Regions from separate parts of the Xenopus laevis genome. Here region 2 is linked to region 1. The links are chromatin contacts, called in public Hi-C maps. All regions are on one chromosome and are shown on one strand. The core of a region is the stretch at or near the end of the contact, and the rest is flanking DNA. Distances in the headings are between cores, read along the strand shown.

Evidence for each region. A called contact is a pair of places that touch in the nucleus more often than the background predicts.
Region 2: a Hi-C map of the XTC cell line shows a contact between it and region 1, with 3 times the contacts expected there. The contact joins two enhancer-like sites. A contact is called at or near these places in 2 of 4 Hi-C or Micro-C datasets (the XL177 cell line and the XTC cell line).

Annotation. Positions count from the first base shown.
Region 1 is chr6L:120,500,302-120,505,007 of Xenopus_laevis_v10.1, reverse strand. All of the region lies in intron 5 of spidr.L (DNA repair-scaffolding protein), which reads right to left. Among protein-coding and RNA genes, the nearest start is that of spidr.L, 15 kb to the right of the region's middle. Within about 2 kb of position 2,752, at least 1 of the 7 cell types and tissues checked has an H3K27ac peak or open chromatin away from gene starts, as enhancers often do.
Region 2 is chr6L:120,578,668-120,583,373 of Xenopus_laevis_v10.1, reverse strand. All of the region lies in intron 8 of spidr.L (DNA repair-scaffolding protein), which reads right to left. Among protein-coding and RNA genes, the nearest start is that of spidr.L, 93 kb to the right of the region's middle. Within about 2 kb of position 2,498, at least 1 of the 7 cell types and tissues checked has an H3K27ac peak or open chromatin away from gene starts, as enhancers often do.

The DNA of each region.
Region 1 (4,706 bases), core at 1,503-4,002:
GCCCTCACCTCCCTCCCTTTCCTCTACTGCATGGATGTTAGTTATTCACCTACTGTATTCTCCCTTGCTGTGAACTGCTGGAGCAGGCATCCTCACCCTATGGCCTATATGTACTACAACTCCCAGCATTCCCCATAAACCCTTTCAGGCGAGATCTGTAGTTTACCAACTGCACGAGAGGTTAAAAATGTATGATCCATACGCCAAACTGTGTAATCTGTCTGTGTCACTGCTTTGGCCTCAGTCTTTTGGGCTGTGTGTAGAATAAAGTGCATGGAATTGCTATTTAAATATATATGGAGAGGACTGCTTGTTTTTCCATATGTAGCATGGGAGGAAAATTACCAGTAGCTGCTGCATTTCTCACCCTAGGCTTATACTCGAGTCAATAAGTTTTCCCAGTTATTGTAGGTAAAATTAGGTACCTCGGCTTATACTCGGGTCGGCTTATACTCGAGTATATACGGCTTATATGTGCATTAGTTAATATGCCATGCCTTGCAGCAAGGCTTTAACACACACACACACCTTCAAAGATCCACCCCTCGTGTGTACACAATAACAAATAAACATATTTCCTTATGTAAGATATATATATATGTATGTATGTATGTATGTGTGTGTGTGTGTATATATATCCTTGAGAAAGGTCCCCAGGTGGGACCGAAACGTCGGATAACAATGCTGTGTTACCAATAAAAACACTTTATTCACTTCTACAATGAGTGAATGAGTGTGCTGATCCATTACTACAGCATGTATATATATATATATATATATATATATATATATATATATATATATATATATATATAATATCAAAACAGGGGGGTTGTGGGAGCACTCTAAAGGCTTTAAAGTATATATAAGTATAATAAATGCTATTGCATATGTACCCAAAACAGGGGTTATTTTGTTACAAAGTTATGATCATAAAATTGATAAGCCACCATACCACGTCAAGGTAAACCCCGAATGGCGGTCCCTAACTTGTTTTATATTTTATGTGCATTTTAGCATTACCTGTAATCAATGTCCGTTGAACGCTGTTTTTTCACTGATCATAACTTTGTAACAAAATAACCCCTGTTTTGGGTACATATGCAATAGCATTTATTATACTTATATATATACTTTAAAGCCTTTAGAGTGCTCCCACAACCCCCCTGTTTTGATATTGTATATTTAGCCAGGAGCTGTGGCATAGCTTCAGTAGTTGTAGCACCCCATACCCCCCCTTTAAACTAGTGGTGATCCTATGCTTTTAAAATTGGGCGTTTGTTTTGGGAATATCTCTCCTTTAAAAGCCTGATTGCTGGCTGGGGAGGATTTAGCCCTCAGTGAAAAAACAGCGTTCAATGGACATTGATTACAGGTAATGCTAAAATGCACATAAAATATAAAACAAGTTAGGGACCGCCATTTGGGGTTTACCTTGACGTGGTATGGTGGCTTATCAATTTTATGATCATAACTTTGTAACAAAATAACCCCTGTTTTGGGTACATATGCAATAGCATTTATTATACTTATATATATACTTTAAAGCCTTTAGAGTGCTCCCACAACCCCCCTGTTTTGATATTGTATATTTAGCCAGGAGCTGTGGCATAGCTTCAGTGGTTGTAGCACCCCATACCCCCCTTTAAACTAGTGGTGATCCTATGCTTTTAAAATTGGGCGTTTGTTTTGGGAATATCTCTCCTTTAAAAGCCTGATTGCTGGCTGGGGAGGATTTAGCCCTCAGTGAAAAAACAGCGTTCAATGGACATTGATTACAGGTAATGCTAAAATGCACATAAAATATAAAACAAGTTAGGGACCGCCATTTGGGGTTTACCTTGACGTGGTATGGTGGCTTATCAATTTTATGATCATAACTTTGTAACAAAATAACCCCTGTTTTGGGTACATATGCAATAGCATTTATTATACTTATATATATACTTTAAAGCCTTTAGAGTGCTCCCACAACCCCCCTGTTTTGATATTGTATATTTAGCCAGGAGCTGTGGCATAGCTTCAGTGGTTGTAGCACCCCATACCCCCCCTTTAAACTAGTGGTGATCCTATGCTTTTAAAATTGGGCGTTTGTTTTGGGAATATCTCTCCTTTAAAAGCCTGATTGCTGGCTGGGGAGGATTTAGCCCTCAGTGAAAAAACAGCGTTCAATGGACATTGATTACAGGTAATGCTAAAATGCACATAAAATATAAAACAAGTTAGGGACCGCCATTTGGGGTTTACCTTGACGTGGTATGGTGGCTTATCAATTTTATGATCATAACTTTGTAACAAAATAACCCCTGTTTTGGGTACATATGCAATAGCATTTATTATACTTATATATATACTTTAAAGCCTTTAGAGTGCTCCCACAACCCCCCTGTTTTGATATTATATATATATATATATATATATATATATATATATATATATATATATATATATATATTGTGTATAGTTTAACATTTTCATTGGTTCCACTAATATAAACAGCAAACAGAACATTTTTTTATTTCCCACCATTTATATGTAAATCAGGTAATTGTGTCCGTAGCTAGAAAAATACAATAACCAGGCTTTTATGGCTTCTGCTGGTCAGCGACATTCCAGTTTTTACTAGAGAGATTCAGTACTAAGGATTTGGACAATAATAAATACAGGATGTTTAGCTTCTGGCTCCTTCAGTATAGAGGAGCAGATACAACCAGATTTAACTGCTTTGATTATCGTACAGGCAGCAGCCCTTTGGTTGAGAACCGGAAGCTCAGATAATAAATACCTAAATGAGAACACCACACACAGGACAAACTCCAGCCAGTAGAACCTGTCTGTGTCATCAGCATCACTTCCAGCAAACCATGGCACTCAGCCAGCCTCATCCAAAAAGATACATCCACAAGAAAAAAAAAAATGTATAAAAAAAAAAAAAGAGCAAGAAATGATACAATAAAAACAGTTTTTATACAAAGTAACTACAAGAATAATTACATCAGTAAGCCAGATATCTACAGTTTGTGAAATATTTCAGGTCTTGTGAAGCAAATTAATTTGGCAATATGCTTTCATTGAAAAAAAAAAAAAAAAAAAAAAAAAAATTTACATTTTGGTTGTGGCAATACCATGCTCATTCTTAAGCAGATCAGGATGAATTCTGGGAAAGAAGTCAAGGATCCACTTCCCTGGCTATACATATAAGCCTGGCTGTGTTTTGACATCGGCAATTAAAAGCACTGTCAAAAGCAGTGTTTTGACATCCTGTGGTTAAGATTCAGTATTCCATAGAAACTGAAATATAGGATAAACAGGATAAATTAGTTAATGCCATTGGATCAGTACTTTTTTACATGGGGACTGGGATAATATTATTACACATCTTCTGCCTGAAAATCCAGTCAACCATACATGGTTTATTCTCCAATTCAAGACTGACTTTGTGTCTGTTAATTGAGTGGCCCGTAAAAGTATGTGAAATTCAGCAGCCCAACAGAGGTGGCCTCTACGACAGTTAATGATCGGTTTTCCCCAATTAAGCAGATGATTCATTCTCTTCCTTCAAGCAAGTGGGTAAAATAACTGGTACTGCTTCTGTACGTCAATAATAGAAAATACAGTGCACTAGCACGCAAGTTTGCTCCAATTCCTTGGAAAGAATAAGCATTATGCAAGTGAGCAATGAATCACATCCAGTAGCCCAAAAAAGGGTACAGGATTAGAGATGAGCGAAATTTTCGGCAAATTTCGCAGCAAAAATGACGCCCACAGACTCTAATGGGTGTAGAAAATTACTCTGTGTCAAAAAGGTTGTCGTCCATAGACTTCAATGCATTTTGGCAAATTTTCAGGTTAGATTCGCCCATCACTATACAGGATGATTAAGTATTTCTAAGTGATGATTAAGTACAAATTGAAAATGTAAGACTTAAAATAAATCTCTATACCTGAACTTAAAGTAACAGTAACATCAAAAAATAAGTGTTTTAAAGTAATAAAAATAGAATGCAGTGTTGCCCTGCATTGGTAAAACTGCTGTGTTTGCTTTAGAAATACTACTATTGTTTATATAAATAAGCTGCTGTGTAGCAATGGGGGCAGCCATTCAAAGGAGAAAAGGCTAAGGTTACACTATTTAACCTGTGCCAAATAGCCTTTTTTTCAATTCCAGCTACACAGCAGCTTGTTTATATGAACTACAGTAGTGTTTCTGAAGCAAACACCTCAGGCATGGGACCAGTTATCCAAAATAGTCAGGACCTGGCGTTTTCCATATAATGGATCTTTCTACCTTAAGTCTACTAGAAAATCATGTAAACAGTAAATAAACCAATAGGATTGTTTTCCTTCCAATAAGGATTAATAATGTCTTAGTTTCGATAAAGTACAAGGTACAGTTTTATTTTTACACAGATAAAGGAAATCATTTTAAAAGATCTGGATAAAACGGAGTTTTCATAATTCGGCGCTTTCTGCATAAGGGGTTTCCGGATAACAGATTCCCATACCTGTCTTTTCATTACTTTAAAACACTTTAATTTTTTGGTGTTACTGTCATAAATACAAGAACCAGAATACATTCTGCTGTATTTGAAATGATAACTGAACAGTAGCACAAAAACGCACATCCACATTTTTACATGATTACACCAGTTTGCAGCATGCAACTTTATCAATGTATAGAGAAAGGAAGGTATTTTTAAGTGCTT
Region 2 (4,706 bases), core at 1,249-3,748, 79 kb before region 1:
TGTAAATGAACTCGGCAGGTTTTAGGTGGCGAATATACAAATTAAAACTGTTTCTATGGTCGAGGTGTGATAAATCTCACATTCAAATTTACATTCGAATTGGGGGATTTATATTCTAATTTGTGAATTTTGACACCAAAATTTTTTGAAAATTAATTTACAATTCGACCCTTAATAAATCTGCCCCTTCAGATCAGATACCTGCAATTATTTTATAAAAGCACAGCAGTGTTCTAAGCCTCACAAATAGGTAAGGCTGAAAATGGAGATGTAATAACAAACTTTTCTAGAGTAATTTCTAAAGAATAGTGATGGCTCATTACAAACACTGTATACTGTAATATACCAGGTTCTAAAGAGTGGCAAAACCTACAATGCTACAAAACGGATCCAGAACTTCCTCTAGGTACAACGTTATTAATAATGTTATGTTCTCTGAAACAGTGGAGGCATTTGGCAAAAGAAGTGGTGAAACTGAGAAATCCTTCTTTAATTGCACATTTTACAGCCAGTTTCTTTACTATATACTAATGAGCACCCTTACTCATCCAACCCAGCTCCTGTCCCGCCCAGCCTTATTAAAGGAATTCTCTCATGATTTTTATGGCATAGTTTTTATTACTAAATTACACGGTGTACATTGCACATAATTCATTCTACCATTTAAAATGTTATTCTTGAAACAATAAAATGTATTTTTTTAGTTGTATTATTGGTGTGTAAGCAGCCATCTCATTTTGCCTGGTCATGTGCTTTTAGAAAGAGCCAGCTCTTCACAATGGAACTGCTTTCAGATAAGCTATTGTTTCTCCTACTCATTTTAACTGAAGCAGTCCAGACTTGGGTTAGTTGGAATTGGATTTTTACCATTGAGTGCTCTTCTCATATCTATCACTAGGTGGGGCATGGGACCATTTTTAGAAATGCTGGAGGCAGGGAGCTTTTATCTGGTTGGATAACTTCCTATTGTTCTGCTGATGGGCTGTTGGGGGGTTAATATCACTCCAGCTTGCAGTGTAGCAGTAAAGAGTGATTAAAGTTTATAAGAGAACAAGTCACATGACTGGGGGCACCTGGGAAATTGTCAACATATCTAGCCCCATGTCAGATTTCAAAATACAATTTTAAATATCTGTTTGTTCTTTTGAAAAACAGATTTCAATCCAGGATTATGCTGGAGGAGCGTTATTAACTGATGCATTTTGTAAAAAAAAACATGTTTTCCCTTGACAGAATCCCATTAACTATATACTATTAAGATTGAAAGTTTTCAAAAAAGCTAAATAAATCAATCTGCTGGTAGAGAAAGAAAGGGAGAGAATGTCTTGTACATATTCATGAGCACAGAACCAAAACAATTGTGAGAATACCATAGCATTTTACAGATACTGCAGGGCTGCAGTTATCACATGTCAGTATACAAAGGATATCAACTTTGATAAACTTGCAAATTCACATGGAAGCCACCAATGTCGTCAGTAGTCATGATGTCAACAAAACAAATTACAGCTACGAGTCAGAAATAACACTACCAACCCCTTGCCTACTAGGAGTTTTTTTGTGGGGGAGAACATGGAGTCTCTTCTGCATAGAATGCCTTGGCATCTTCTGCTGCAGTGAAAAGACAATGCTCTCCCCTCCACCGTGTCTCTGCACTGACAGGCACGGCATTGTTCTGTTTGCACAACCACATATTGGTGTGTGAAAATTAAAAACTAAGAATTTTCTCGCTGATATCTGCTGTGTGTGTCCACTCAAAGATCAACACTGTGCCTGTCAGTGCAGAGAGATGGTGGAGCAGAGGGGAGAACTTGGCTTCTCTCTATCATACAGCTGCTGAAATACCAAACTGAAGAGCTGCTGAACCAAAGGCTAAATTACTGAAAAAAATAATAAATAGTAAAAAAACAACTGCTCAGAATATCAATGTCTACATAATACTAAAACAGTAACGTAACTAGAGGGTGCCAGGCCCTGGTGCGGGAGTGCAAGCCGCCAGGGGGCCCTGAGGGGGTGTGGGCCCTGGCCCGCTCGCACCCCCAGTAGTTCCGCCACTGTACTAAAAGTTAATTTAAATGTGAACAACCCCTTTAAAATAAATAATACATAGATCGTATGTTTACCAAAAATATTTTAAAGTCCATCTAAGGCTATGGTCCTGGGACACTTTGATTCCTGCCTTACCCTAAAAACTGCCTTATTTTTTGCAGTAACATGGTGTGCTTTTGAAGCTGCAAAAATGTATTGTATTATAGTCATCCTGCCCTTAGGAAATGTGTTCATAATATAAAAAAATTGTTGCGAAAAAACGCAGACCTACTAAATTCCATACAAAATCCGTTTTTATTGAATTTAATCAAGCAGGCATATCCTATGTGCATTTTGTGGCGTCATTTTGAAAGGCTTCAGCTGTCAGCGACTGCACTGTTAGTTTAGTGAGTACAAAGGATCTGAAGTGTGGGATTAATGACTAAACATCTTGTGACCTCTCACACTGAAGTGTAAGCACCCGTTCACCTCTTTGGGTTTTTCCCTTTTATTTCCTTGTCTCGGCAGCAGCAGCAGCAGGGAAGGACTATAGATCTCAAAGGCGGCACCTTGAATGTCTTGTGTGTACTTTTCAAAGCTGGCCAGAGACCAAATCACATACATAATTATAGGACTCGCTTTTTTTTCCCACCAAGCAAATATGCCAGAGAGACATCCACCCACTAACAATGCCGTCAGCCATGAGCTCATACAGGAAATGTGATCTGGCACATGGGTGTGGCACTGAAGGCTCGGCCTTTACACCTGCACATTCATTCACATACCAGCAACAGAAATTCTGCTATTAATGAGATTTAAGTGCCTTAGGAGCTTTAGTGACAGGATTCCAGCAGCATGCAGGGGTTCCGGTGCAAGGATGTCTTACACTACACACCCACAGAGTAATTAGCTGCTTATTGGGATTTATAAGGAAATATTATATACAATTTATATAATAATTATATATATATATATATATATATATAGTTCAGTGAAGAGCCAGCACTCACGAATAAATCATTGATATGCCTGGGTGCAGAGTCAGAAATTGCATATATGTTCATAGAAAATGATCCGCACTCACAGGTATTAAAAATTCAACATTATTTATTTTTTAAAAGGTAAGGACTGACGCCTATCCTAAGGACTTTCTCAAAGTCCTTGAGAAGACTTTGAGAAAGGCCTTATGATAGGCCTTTTAAAAAATAAATAATGTTGAATTTTTAAGACCTGTGAGTGCAGATAATTTTCTATGACTATATATATATATATATATATATATATATATATATATATATATATATATATATATATATATATATATATATATATATATATATATATATAAAAAATACAAGAGTCCTCTGCACTCAACCCATTATCAATATATTTAAGACAGAGACATTTTGTGCATACAGCTACTGAAAAATGCCTTACCCTTTAAACAACACAGGGATTGTTTGTCCATATATTGCAATATATTTAAGCTGACCAACTACGTCAGTCATCCCATATCTGGCCAGTCCTACGCTCAATTTTCATCTGATTCATTAAGAATTCTATTGCTTCATTATACATTTAACAAATGGACTAAGTTTTACCTGCAACTTACTGCATTTTTTAGTAGCAGTAGCACAAAATGTCTCTGTCTTAAATATATTGATAATGGGTTGAGTGCAGAGGAATCTTGTATTTGTCTATATGTATTTTGTGGTCACAGCCTCATTGCACCCCCGCCTAATGGTTTTAAAAATTAGTGGTGAGCACAACTTTCCCTTGTTTGAGATATATATATATATATATATATATATATATATATATATATATATCACGAGACGCACAACCTTGAGCCAAATAGACAACCTGGGTGCTAATCCAATCAAAAATAGAATATAAATGCAAAGTGGCAGCACTCCGAGGACTTAAGATGGCCATAGACTCAAAGTTCCGCTTGTCTATATGTATTTTGTGGTCACAGCCTCATTGCACCCCCGCCTAATGGTTTTAACAATTAGTGGTGAGCACAACTTTCCCTTGTTTGAGATATATATATATAGATATATATATATATATATATATATATATATATATATATATATATATATCACGAGACGCACAACCTTGAGCCAAATAGACAACCTGGGTGCTAATCCAATCAAAAATAGAATATAAATGCAAAGTGGCAGCACTCCGAGGACTTAAGATGGCCATAGACTCAAAGTTCCGCTCGTTTGGCGATTCTTTCCCCGATATGCCACTAACGGCATGGCTAGATCGAATTACGATACGCCAAGGGGATCTGACGGGTCGGTCGGGTAAAAATCAAACCTTCCCGATCGATATCGTGACCAGATATCGATCGGGAAGACCCGTCGGAAGCCCCCATACACGGGCAGATATGCTGTCAAATTGGTCTAAATTGCTGATATTGACAGCTTTATCTGCCCATGTATGGCCACCTTTAGGTCCTGAGGCTTTGCAGATAAGGGGTCTATCCATGATTTGGATCTCCATGCTGTAAAGAATCATTTAAACAATAAATAAACACAACAGGATTATTCTGCCTCCAATAAGGATCAATTATATCTTAGTTTGCATCAAGTCCAAGGTACTGTTTTATTATTACAGAGAAATAGGAAATCACTTTTTTAAATTTGAATTATTTTATTAAAATGGAG